Regions from separate parts of the Gossypium hirsutum genome. Here region 1 is linked to region 2. Evidence: chromatin contacts called from public Hi-C data. All regions are on one chromosome and are shown on one strand. The core of a region is the stretch at or near the end of the contact, and the rest is flanking DNA. Distances in the headings are between cores, read along the strand shown.

Region 1 (6,161 bases), core at 32-2,531, 46 kb after region 2:
AAACTCAGTTAGCTCACAAGTTAATCACATAGACTGAACAGAGAAAGACAAGGGAACTTTGCTTATTCTACTACTTCAACGTTAATGTTTCCTTTTTCATTTTTTTAAGATTGAGTCTGTCATTCCTTTGTTTGTTTCAAAAATATTTTTGTGTGAGTTTAATCCTCTTTTGTTATTTATTAATTTCTATTCTTTATTTTTTGAAATATGTATTTTTAATTCGAATTTGAATGTGAAAGAGAGAAAATTTGAGAAAGCGTTGAGAAAAAAATGTTTTATTGTGCTTATGTGACATGTTATATAGGCTATTTCGTAGATTTATCATTTGATTGATGATTAATTCACATTTATCAATTTTTTAAAAAATCGTAATATTAAACGTTGAGGGTATTTTATGTAATTATGTTAAAATTAAATAAAATACTAAAATAATTATTTTGAGCGAAATATATATGTTTGTGATATAAAATTATATTCTTTACAACCCATAATGATGACTTAATTATTATTAGTTGACAAAATTTAGCATGTCTACTTTATTACATTCTGTCGTACTACTTTTAGTTGAGAAAATATAACATTTTGTGTATCATTATTTAATAATACTTTTCATACTTTAAATAATAAGATTTATATTTCAGTTAAATAAAATAATGGAAAATATATTTGATAATGTATTAAGTAATTTTAAGATTACTAAAGATAATTTTATATTCTGGGAAATCACCTAGTAGGTATAATCTGTATTGTGAACGAAACGTTCCCTTAGATCAGAAGAAAAAAAGGATTGATGTAGGAGTGACAAAATCTGTCATAAATTACCTACCTGTGAGACCACTTTAATACTAAAATTAACAAGATGAAAAAACAAAAATGGACTGAATAAATAAGATTTGAACGCCTTTATTGTTGCTTTTTGATACCATGAATCATAGTCCGATATGTGATCATCAACTCCAACTAATTCATTATGTACACTTGTTAAATTCAGTTAGTGTTTTTCTAATAATTAAAAATATATTATTGAAATTTAATTATAAATATGTAAGATTATTTATGCTCTTTAATTATTTTAAAAAGAAAAATTATAATTTTTTAAAAATTTCTTTGACATTTTTTAAGTAATATTTCACCCGAATATAATTGATTTATCTCATATTTATTTTAGTAATGAATAGTTCCACGTGGCACTTCAACAGTTCCGTTCCACCACGACCAAACGGTCCAAACCCACTCATCTTCTTCTCCAGCTCTTAGTTTTAGTAATTCGGCTTCCGTTCCATGAACAAACAGTCAAACACCCCAAAATAAATATAAAATTAAATAAATCCCCAAAAAAGTACTAAAACAAACAAAAATAATTATTGAAAGCATAAGTCCTAAAATTTCTTCTTTCTAATCAGATAAAACATCTCTCCCCACGGTCGTTTTGTTTTCTCCGTCCCTTGATTCGTCGCTGCGATGGGCAGCACGGAAGAAGATACCACCACTTCCAAATCCACATCTCTATACGACGCCGCTTCCTCCACCGAACCTCTCCTCTTCAAACCCACCACCAGCTCTGCCTACCCATCTCCTCCAATCGAAGAACCACCTCAATCCGATCCCTCCGAATCCGACCCAACTCAGTCCCTCCAGATCTCTTTCAATTACGGGCCCAGACCTTTCAAAGACCTCCCTTTCCTCATACTCTTCCTTCTCTTCGTCCTCTGCACTTTCGCTTTCGGTATTTTCTCAATCTTCCATCGAAACGACAACTACTCCAACGTTTCGGCCTTCACTTACGATTCCAATTCCACTTCTTGCGTTCAAGCCACTTCCTTTTTATCAAGTCAAATATGGGTCTCTGAAACTTCATTTTTTGCGTTGTCAAGTTCCAGTCTTTGGACGTATTTAGTATGGACCCTTGTGATAACTTCAGTTTTAAGTGTACCCATATGTTTACTTTTGCTTTTATTACTCAAACACTACACGAAGCAGATCGTTTATGTCTTGCTTCCTTTCTTTATAATCATGCCGGTTTTCTTTGATGTTTATTGGTTCGTTGCTTGTACCTTGAGCTCTTCTTGTAGTGATGCTTTCCCTTTGGTCTATAGAATTTTGGTGCTTGTTTTCATTTTGTTAATAGTTGGGGTTATTATTTGGATCATTGTGGCTAATTGGCATCGGATCGAGTTGACTGTGAGGATTATCGGGGTTGCTTCCGATGCGCTTTCGAGGAATTTAGGGTTGTTTTTGGTGATACCGTTGTTGACCGTTGGATTGGTGGCTTATTATGCGTCAATTGTTGTGTTCTTGGTGTTTTCTAGGTTTAATGGGAAAATTGTGGCTAAAGAATCGAATGGAGAGTATACTTGTGTTTGGAAACAAGATAGCTGGGTACCTGCTTATTTTGCATTGGCTATTTTGACAATGTTGTGGTCCTTGACCGGTATGGTGGAAGCTCAGGTATATGTTACCAGTGGCACCATTGCTCAGTGGTACTTCTCCAAAGATGATACGAAACCTCACCGGAGCATAAGAAGATCTTTGAGGTAACTTCCTACTGTTTTCAGCTTTTCTGAATAAAGATCTATGCATTCAATGTATTATTATAGATGATTTGTGCTTCTCTGTGAGGGTAGTTCAAACTAAGCTTGAATTGGAACTTATATTTTTGTGTTTCTGAGTGACTGCTTTGAACTTTGGATGCATGCTTACATTATGAATACCAGACTGTTTAAATAGATTAATTATCAAAGAGTAAGATCTTGGTGATAAACCTTAGGATAATTGTAATGGCACATAGTTGATAACATCGATTTTAGTATGGTTTATAGCTGCATGATGTATATGAGTATAGTATTTGTACTTGAGTATGGAAGGTCACTATGGTGGCAATTCACTTTGGTTTGGACTTGTGGATTCAATTTGACGACATTGTTTTGCATTTGATTGAATGGAGTGACGAATGGTCAAACGATCTTGTTCCTAACAACAACTCTGAGAGTGTGTTCCTCGCCTTCTGGTGTTTCTTGTGATGGATTTTTATCTTAGTATATGAAATTCATTTAGTTCCTTTATGCATCTCTATAGAGGGCTAGATTGCCATGAAAAGAGAGCTACTTCTCTAGTTTCTTTGTTGAAATTGCCATGCCAAAATACAGCATGTTGACTTCTTTTCTAAGATTAGGTCCTTTTCGATTGAGATTAGGCAGCCTTTTAGCTTCTTGTCGACTAGCCAGAACACTATATCCTAGTGTTGGTAAGGTAATTTCTGAAAGATGTCTTAATGAAACATCTGCAACACTGAGAATCGAAACGGACATACTTTCAAGGCATCCCTTATGTCTATTGATTATCAGAATAGTTAAATTTAACCTTTCTAACCCTTTTGGTTCTATAAACGTGCAGAAATGCATTTGGTCCTTCTTCTGGCACCATCTGTCTATCTGGATTACTTGTCTTTGTTGTTCGAGTGGTGCGTGCTGCTGTTGATAGTGCAAGAGAAGAAGATGTTCCTGGGATAGTGAATCTTGTTCTCCGGTGTTGTGTTAATGCCCTACTGTCTGCGATAGACTTTCTTAACAAGTTCACTATCAACTTTGCGGCAATAACTGGCGAGGCATATTGCACCTCTGCGAGGATGACATACGAGCTTCTAAGACGTAACTTACTCTCTGCTGTTTTTGTGGAGACCGTATCAACTCGTTTATTAGCAGGAGTTATTTTTGTCCTTTCAGCAGTTTATGCAATTGCAGTGAGTCTCCGATACACTTCCTTCTTATCCTTCTCCCCCTTCATTTACTTGAATTACCTGACAATCACATTCCTAAAATGCAGGTCTGTGCGATCTTAAAGGGTGTTAGTGATCTAGGGGTTAACATGTACACCGTCGCGGCTCTTGCGTGGGTGCTGCTAATCCTGGTACTGGGATTCTTCGTCCATGTGTTGGACAATGTGATTGACACTGTTTACATCTGCTACGCAATTGATAGAGATAGAGGGGAAGTGTACAAGCATGAGGTTCATGATGTTTACGTTCAGTTACCAATCAGTAGGAACAGTCGATCATCCTACCCATCTAGAACACTTGATGTATAGACATGTCCTTGTATGTTTGTAACTTCAAAATAATGTGTTGTTGATTTGTCATTTGGTTTTGGTGTCTGTATGGGGTTGTTAACGGCCTATTGGCAAATTTGTGCATACCATCATCACATTCAAATTGTTGCATTGTACACTTATTTTTAGGCTTGTTCAATAAAGATCTAACTGTTTTAATGTTTTTCACTCTTTTTTACTTCATACAAGAGTGAGTTTGTTTTTAATGAAAATTGGCTAGTAAAGAGTGAAGAGAAAGACTCATCTTGGTAAAGGTTGATTTCATTTTATGATCATCATTGCCTGTTTTATGCATGTATTAAGGGGATAAGGACTTGAAATGTATATTTATCCATCGAATCAGACTTTAAAAGAAATTTAACAATCTAGTAAAATGAAAAATTAAATTTTAAATAGTTGAATGATTAATTTAAGTGAAAAAATTGTAAATTTACTAATAATTTAATGGATAAATCACTGGTTAAGTGAAGAAATTGTAAATTTATTAATAATTTAATGAAAAAGTTAATAGTTGAAGTGATGAAGCGGTAAAACTAGCAAGAGGGGTGTATTGGTAAAAGTGAAAAGTTAAGTGTTGAGCACTTAAATTTGTCCCCGGAATAAACACAAACAGGGGGCAGTGCACTAAAAATCAAGTAAAATCTCGGGTTTTCTTCTATTTCAACGCTACTCTTCTATCTTCGAATTCACAAACAATGGTGCTTGAGGGAAAGCAATGCTAAAGATTCCTCCTTGATCCCTTTCTTCAATTTATGGGTTTTAATCAGGCGACTAAGATGTGCATTGATAACTCGGAATGGATGCGAAACAACGATTATTCTCCGTCTCGATTTCAAGCTCAAACTGATGCCATTAGTCTTACCTGTGGTGCTAAAACCCAGGTAAATTACTGCTTTACCTTAACCTATTCCATTTATCTTATTTATTTATGGATGTAGTTACCTTTGTGGCGCTTGGTAATGTAAGATGCCAGAATAACTCATTACCACATTTGGATTTCGAAGAGCCATTATTCTTATATTTCCAGCCGTGTCAAGATTTTGGAATATCTGAGTAATCTCCCTACCATTCTTCTTTAGTAATCTTAGATTTACTTCGGGATAATTTTATTACTTCATTTTTTTTTTATAATTTTGGTTAATTTTAGACTTCAAACCAAAGAAAATATCAAGTCTGATTAAAAGAAAAATCTCCTTTTTCTTTGTTCTTGCTTCTTTCCCTTAGCTTTGAACAAAACCAGAATCCGGAGCCAGATTAGCATTTCTTTTGTACTTTAACAAAATTATATTAATATTTATATCTTTGGATTGAATTGGCAGAAAGCTTTGCCCAAAACTTTCTTTTTTCATATTTGAATTAAGAATATAAAATTTTCAATGTATTTCGAGAGAGAGATGCTATTTTGTTAATTTTATTGTGAACTTTAGAAATTCATCGGTAGTGAAAGAAACAATTTTCATGTTAATGATGTATAAAATTGTTTTGACTTCTTTACTTATTATATATGTTCAAAAAAGAAAAAAAATTCTATAAGATGATAATTTAGTAAAATGTGCTTTCAAATAATCTTACATTCCTATCAACAAATAATAAACCATATAGGATAATGTAACATACTCTGTGATGTGCTAAGTAAATCATATTACCGTAATCTTACATTCCATGAACCAAAGGTCCCCTAGGTGTTTCCTTTTCTTAATGGCAAACGGGAAATTTGATTTTGCCTTTAATAAATTAATGGCAGTCCAATCCAGAAAACACAGTTGGCTACTCCTACCAGTGATCTAGGCAAAATCTTCTCTTGCATGCACAGTACCTGAAATTTACCCATTTTCTCTTTTATTTTGAGTCATATTCGAAGATAGAGTTTGTTTAAGCTAACATCGTAAATAAAGTATGGCTTCTTTGAACTATTGTGGCAATATATATGCTCTGCTGAAATTTGTGTTTTGATTTTCCATGTTACTGTTATACTTGAAGATAAAGGTTAGGCATGTTGAAATTTTTTGCAGTTTGTTTTCGGATAGATTAAATTCAGTGTACACTATTTTGGTGGT
Region 2 (6,873 bases), core at 3,476-5,975:
ATTACAAATGTGTTAAAATCATTAATTAAAAATAAAAAAATATTTTTTAAAATACTAATTACAAATATTTAATAGTTATATTTAAATATTTAAAATATAGTTTATATATTCTAATTAAATTTTATAAATAATTAATATTTATTGCTTAAAAATATTTAAAATTTATATTTTATATATTAAAATATTAACAAGAAGTTATAATAATTTTTTTTATATTCTTACTAAAATATAATAATATTAACTAATTTAAATATTATTTAAATGTATATTTGTTATTTGATAATAACATGTCTAAATGGACATTTTATTTCTCAAAAACACTTTTTGACAGCAATACTAAATACTTAAATTTTAAACTAAAATTTTCAAAAGCACTTCTCAAAAGCACTTTTCAAAAGTATTTTTCAAAAGCATTGCCAAACTAGCGCTTAATCCATCTCGTCCATTACCATTTAACTAGTAAATGAACTCAATCACAACATATATAGATAAATATTATATCACAAAAAAATAGCAACTAATTAGTTTAACCAAGTTACGAACTTACAGAAATATAGTAACTACCGACATCTTGACAATGACTACTCAATGGCTTTTTCTTTCCTACGATATAAATACAATAATTTTATTCAATTAATCAATTCACATATCATAAAATAATTAAATTCATATATTTGACCCTTAATCGATATTTTATATTTTACCCTAAATTTTTACTTTTTATTTAAGTTAGTCCATAAACCCAAATCTTTCAATTAAATCATAAATTAATCCAAACAAGGCCAACCAAATTTTCTATAATTCCCATGCAGCCAATATTCATCATATTTTACAATAATTTCATATAACTTTACTATTTTAGAAATTTAGTCCTTTAATTTAAAAATTAACCAAATTCACTTTACAAAATTATCCTATTTAACTATCAAGCTTATAAATCTATCATAAAACTTCAAAATATCACCAATTTATTAATGACATAATCCAGAACATTTAACAAATTTACAAATTAGTTTCCGAGTTAACTAAATTAAGCTACAACGATGTCAAAAACATAAAAATTACTAAAAACGAATTGAAATTCACTTACATGCAATCAATTAAACATTACCGATTCTTTAAGCTTTCCCAACCATGGAGTTTCGGCTTTGGCAAGAAATAAAGAAGAAGATGCTAACTTTGTTTCCTTTTTGTTTTTATTATTATTTTAATTACCTATTTACCATTTTAATTCAATTATAATTTCAATTTTAATCATGCATGAACCATCCATCTATTCAAAAGATGGCTAATTACCATATAAAACCATCTAATAATGCTTATATATTCAATTGACACAATTAAATTTATAGTGATTAACTTTTGTAGCTTTTATGATTTAGTCCTTTTCACTTAATTAATTATCTAAATGTTAAAATTTATGGATCAAATTTCAATATACCTATATCGTAACTCTGTAAATATTTAATAAAAATATTTACGGGCTCGGTTTATAAAAACGAGGTCCCAAAACCTTATTTTTCAAAATCACTTGACTTTAAAGACAAACCACTTGTACTTAACTAATCGTTCAATTAGCTAAAATGATCAAATTAACATTTAATGCAATACTATATTTGACTAGTAAATATTAAATAATAATATTTACAAATTCACTAGTCGAATTTGAAACCCTAAAACCACTAGTTTTGACACCACTGAAAAACGAACTATTACATAACTAGGTAATGTGACATTGCTATACTATTGATCAAGTTGTTTTGTTCATATTTGATTCATAAAGATTGCATCTTTTGGCTGAAAGTATGGTATGATTGTGTAAATTAGTTAATTAGAAAATTGCAGGTTGAAGTTTCATTATAAATTGCAAAAATAATTTGTCACATCGCGATGTCAAGCTAGGCAGCAAGATTAAGTTACCATGGCACGTCGCGATGTCGACGCGATGTTATGAAATCCTCGACATCGCGACGTCAACTTGAAGTTTTAAAAATATTACAATTTAGTCCTAATTCGATCTCGGGTTAGTGTTAGAGCTTTCGTAAGTTTGTATAAGACATGAAAAGGTATATATATATCAATTTATATACTTAATTTGCTTGTAATTGAATGTTAATGGTTAGGATTGTATTATAATTGATCGTAGTTGCTCCGACAACGAATATGAGACTTTATGGTTCGGACCTGACGATCGGGTCGGGATTTGGGTGTTACAATGACACTTTTGTTATGTTGAACTATGCCTTGTTGAATTTTTGTACGATTAGTAAGTTTGTCAAGTATGTGTATACAAAGTTCACTATGATATTATTGTGGTTAATTATTATACTAATATGATGAAAAGCGTATGACTTGATATGTGTTTGTTAAGTATGTGATAGATAATGATTTTGAGAAAATAATATGTTCATTTCATGTGATAATGAGTTGAGACTAAGACTATTGACACTATGAAATAATGAAATTACTCTATTAAACGATGCTAACAATAGTTAGGGTATAGTTGACATACCATAAGATTCGTATATGTATTGATACAATTTATTCTAGCACTTCGGTGCATTACATTCTTACTTAATTTCAAGTGATTCTTAATTTCTTACGTACTGTAAAATAGTAAGTAAATGAGTTTAAATCTCAAAATTTGTTTTGATGTGATGAGAAAATCAAAATCATTAACTTAATTAATATTTTTTGAACATTAATCTCATTATAGGATCTTATCATATTTTCTCTTTTTAAAACAATATCTAGGACTACCAATAGCCCCTACCCAACCCTTAAATAGGATGATAATCAGTGCACTTGAACCCATATCCTCTTGCACAGGCAACAATACCCATGTCAATCGAGTTAAGACTCAATTGACAATATTTTTAAATCAATTATGATTGGATATTGAAAATCTTGAATATGACTTTTTATTTTAATTATTATTTAATTAGAGGAAGTAATTTTAAAAATGTTGTAGTACTCATATGTGCTTTCTTTTTTTGGCGCACAGAAACGCTGAAGGCAATAATGTGTTCTTTTGTGTGTTCACACACAATAAGCAACAAAAGAAAGTAGAATAAAGAACACAACAAGAAGATAAGGGATTATTTATATTGTATGGTGCCACAACTATGTCTGCGAAGCCTTTTTCAAAAAAGAATTTACTAATAAACTCATAGTACAAACAATGATCTAGCATTATTGTAGCCTCACCTTAATGCATTTAGTCTGAACTCTCCCTTTAACAACCTTTCTTATTGAATTGTTAACTAGTCACTCAAAAATAAATAAAATACCAATCCCTCAAAATAAACATAAAATTATGTTATCTCAATCCTCTATTTTCCCGCAAAAGTAAGTCTCTTTGAATAAAATAAAATCGAAGCAGATTGCTTAAGCTCAGAATTATCTCCATATATAAAGTGGATAAAATGCTACCTTGCTTATATAAATTTTAGAAGCTTTATTTTCAAGTGTCATGTTTTGTTATTGTAAGTTGAAGCAATTATATTTGATCTTGAACCCTTCAAATATGTGTTGCATATATCTCCCTACCTGATTCATGATTGCGTCCAACTTTTTATCTTCAGACAATCCTACTTGGATGAAGGACTCTCCCAAAACTGTCCATTTCTTTTTTATGATAAGCGTATGTGTAAATACAAATACGTATGATTCGTTTCCGCATGTTTAAACAAAACGATAATTACAAAATAAAAAACATGCCAACAAATAATTCTAATAAACGTGATGTAATTTTGTGTGGTGGTTCTTGTTCGAACACACTACTTGTATCCACAATTTTTTTTTTCAACTTATATTTATTAAAAGTTTCATGTTATTTTCAGTCTATTTTATTTTATTTTTTTGTGTTTTCATGTGATCAAATAATTTTTTTAAAAACTTTAAGTACTAAAAAATTTTCTTAAAATAATTAAGAATTAATTAAAATTTTAACTAAAACCTACAATTAGTTAAGTTTTTAATTGAAAGTTAGCAAGCAATTAAGCTTTGAGTCTATAAAACATAGTTTTTTATTATAAAAATTGTTGATGAGCCATTAAGTGTTGAGTTCAGTGGTAATTGGTATGAAAAAATGATTTAACATAACGTTTGATGTGAAATTTGCTGACATTAAGAATTTAATTGATTTTATATATATATTTGTTTTATAAGGTTTTATTGATTTTCTTTAATTATTTAAGCTTAAAATTATTAAAATGTTATAACAAATTTAGAAAATTATAGAATAACTATAAATATTATGAAAATTAAAAAAAAATATAATAATTTATTTGACCCTTCAGTTATAAAAAAAATTATTTTAACATTCTATTTAATTTTTTGTGTCTTTTAACCTTTAAACCTATCTTTACTTGTCAAAAAATTTAAAAATGAATTAAAAAATGAATATTTGTTAACGTGATATATACATAAATATCACAGGTTTATATGGTAAGAACTCGGTAACATTCAAATCAATTTCAAAATATAATATTAAAATAAAAAATTACATTTAATTGACTAACTAAAATTTATATTCGAAGCGCTTACAAAAATAAATTCAAATGAGATAGACGAAATCTGAACGTAAAACCTTGCACAAGTTGTTGTCAATTTGACAGAAAATTTTCCGCAAGTTGATTTTGAAGAGGCGGCTCTAAGTGGGCTGGCAGTCGCTTTCTAAGAATTTCTACGGGAGGAAAGATCTGAGCAGCCTGGCGATTTTTGGCTCCGTGTGCCCACCGCCTACAATTTACATCTTATACGTCAGCAATGCAAATCAAATCAACCTGTAACCTTATAATTGTTTTCGTTCTTCATTAATAAATACCAGTTGATAGGTAAGTTGGGTGATTAGACTAAAATCAGGTAGTATTAATTTAATTAAATATTTTATTTTCAAAAAATAATTAAATTATATTAATTTAACAAACGCTCCTCTGGAACAATTTTAAACATTTATAAAGTTTGAGTTCCTCTCTAAAGCTATTTTAATTATTATATCCGCAACTTAATCTCTTATTATTCCATGATTTGTAAAATCATATAAATCCTTTTAATTAATTCAACTAGATGAAGGCTTTGATAACCTTTTTAAGTTGTTTGTATAAATGGAGAATGAAGGTCAAACCTTCTTGCTTATACACCACCCTTTCGACAATAATGCACCCTGCATTTAACTTATTCTAAATATAATAAACATGTTATTATTACCGACATATAAATATCTTTTAGACCAAAATATGGGGCGGTGGAAAATATTTTGAGTCTGGAATTTAAAAAAAGAAAAGAAAAAGGGAACACTTTTGTCATGCTGTTTATATATTTCCACGTGCTTTCTAGAAACCCTTTGCAGAAAAAGCATTTTCTTTTTCCAATTTAAGACCTTTGAATATATAAAACCTTGAAATAAGGTTATGAGGCCCATTAAAACCCTGATTCTTAAGTTTGGAGAAACCCAGATGTTGTCGATGCCATTTTTTTAATTATAATTTTGATAGATTAAAAGGGTTTTAATACCATAGATTTGAATGTTTGTAAGAGATTTATATTAAATCTTTGTAGGCTGTAGCATGCATAAAAAAGAACAATGTGTCAAATTTATAAATTATAAATTACAAAATAGATATAACACAATACAGTAATTTGAGGTTTTATTATATTATAAATTCTAAGACCCAGCCATCTGTTTTTACATGTGGCATATCCATTTCAGTACTTTTTATACAATCAATTTTTAATCTTACCTCATTTCTTCATTAATCTCTTAATCTCATATTAACATGTTCACACTTACTCTAACAATATCAATTTCTTCATTATTTTCATTAAATAGTTTATCTCAATCCAACATTATCTAAAAAATATTCTCACATTGACCAAAGAATATTCTCATAGCTTACCTCTTAACTATTTTAATTAAAAAGTTAATTTTGATTCCACGTTAACTAGGGATTACTATTATAACTCACTTCTTCACTATTTTCATTAAAAAATAATTTTAATCCTACATTAATTAGATTATTCACTATTTTTATTAAAAAATTAATTTTAATCTTAACAACACTCCATATTCACATTTATTTTGTCAATAAGTGACAATTTCTTACTATTTTCATTAAAGAATTAATTTTAATCTTAAATTCTAATTTACACTATTATTAATTAAAAGCATATTGACTGTTTTTTTAATTATAATCAATATTAACATCTAGACATATTAAATTATTTAAATTTACTAAATTTAACTTTTGACAAATTTGATTTGACAGATCTTTATATTATAATTAATTTATATACCATGTACGGATTTTCAATATTAAATGCGATGGAGATATAGGACACTTTTACCTTTTTATATAAAGAAAACCATAGTTTTAATTCATTTTCAGAAAAACCTTTTTTTCTTTAAAGAAAAAAAATAATTCTACGCACTGAATTTTGAAAGGTATAATGGTTTTTTTTCCCTTTAATTTTATAAAAAAAATTCGTTTTATTCTTTAATTTATTTTTTTATTTTTTAGCTTTTAAATTTATATTTTTTTCAAATTACCTAAAATTGATAAAAAAAATATTTTTTTTTTAAATTTTGCTAGTGTAGATGAGTATAAAAATATTAAAAAAATATTTTTTAAATTTTAAAAATTAATTAAACGTTGACATGTCATCCAATCCACGTGCATACTATACTACTAAAGTTAACAAACGTTAACATTTTCATTTATTTTAAAATAATTTAAAAAAATATAAATTTAAACATTAAAAGAGACGAAAAATTAAATGAATGAATAAAATGATTTTATTTATAAAGGTGAAGAGCGAAAAAAATCCTTACGCCAATTTGAAATCATATTCATTCTATAATGTTGTCTGTTT

What was found. Hi-C and Micro-C count contacts between places; a contact is called where the count stands out from the background.
Region 1: a Hi-C map of leaf shows a contact between it and region 2, with 3 times the contacts expected there. The contact joins the promoter of LOC107916745 here to the enhancer-like site in region 2. A contact is called at or near these places in 9 of 34 Hi-C or Micro-C datasets (cotyledon, fibers, leaf and 1 more).

The regions. Positions count from the first base shown.
Region 1 is chrA01:106,033,761-106,039,921 of Gossypium_hirsutum_v2.1, forward strand. It overlaps LOC107916745 (CTL-like protein DDB_G0288717), which reads left to right and starts at 1,282. Exons shown (of 3, transcript XM_016846112.2): 1 at 1,282-2,534; 2 at 3,394-3,739; 3 at 3,823-4,267. The coding sequence starts at 1,462. The coding sequence ends at 4,083. It also overlaps the pseudogene LOC107916971.
Region 2 is chrA01:105,984,791-105,991,663 of Gossypium_hirsutum_v2.1, forward strand. No RefSeq gene overlaps it. Among protein-coding and RNA genes, the nearest start is that of LOC107916749, 21 kb to the left of the region's middle. Within about 2 kb of position 4,726, at least 3 of the 9 cell types and tissues checked have an H3K27ac peak or open chromatin away from gene starts, as enhancers often do. A contact at or near this core is called in leaf, where this site is marked.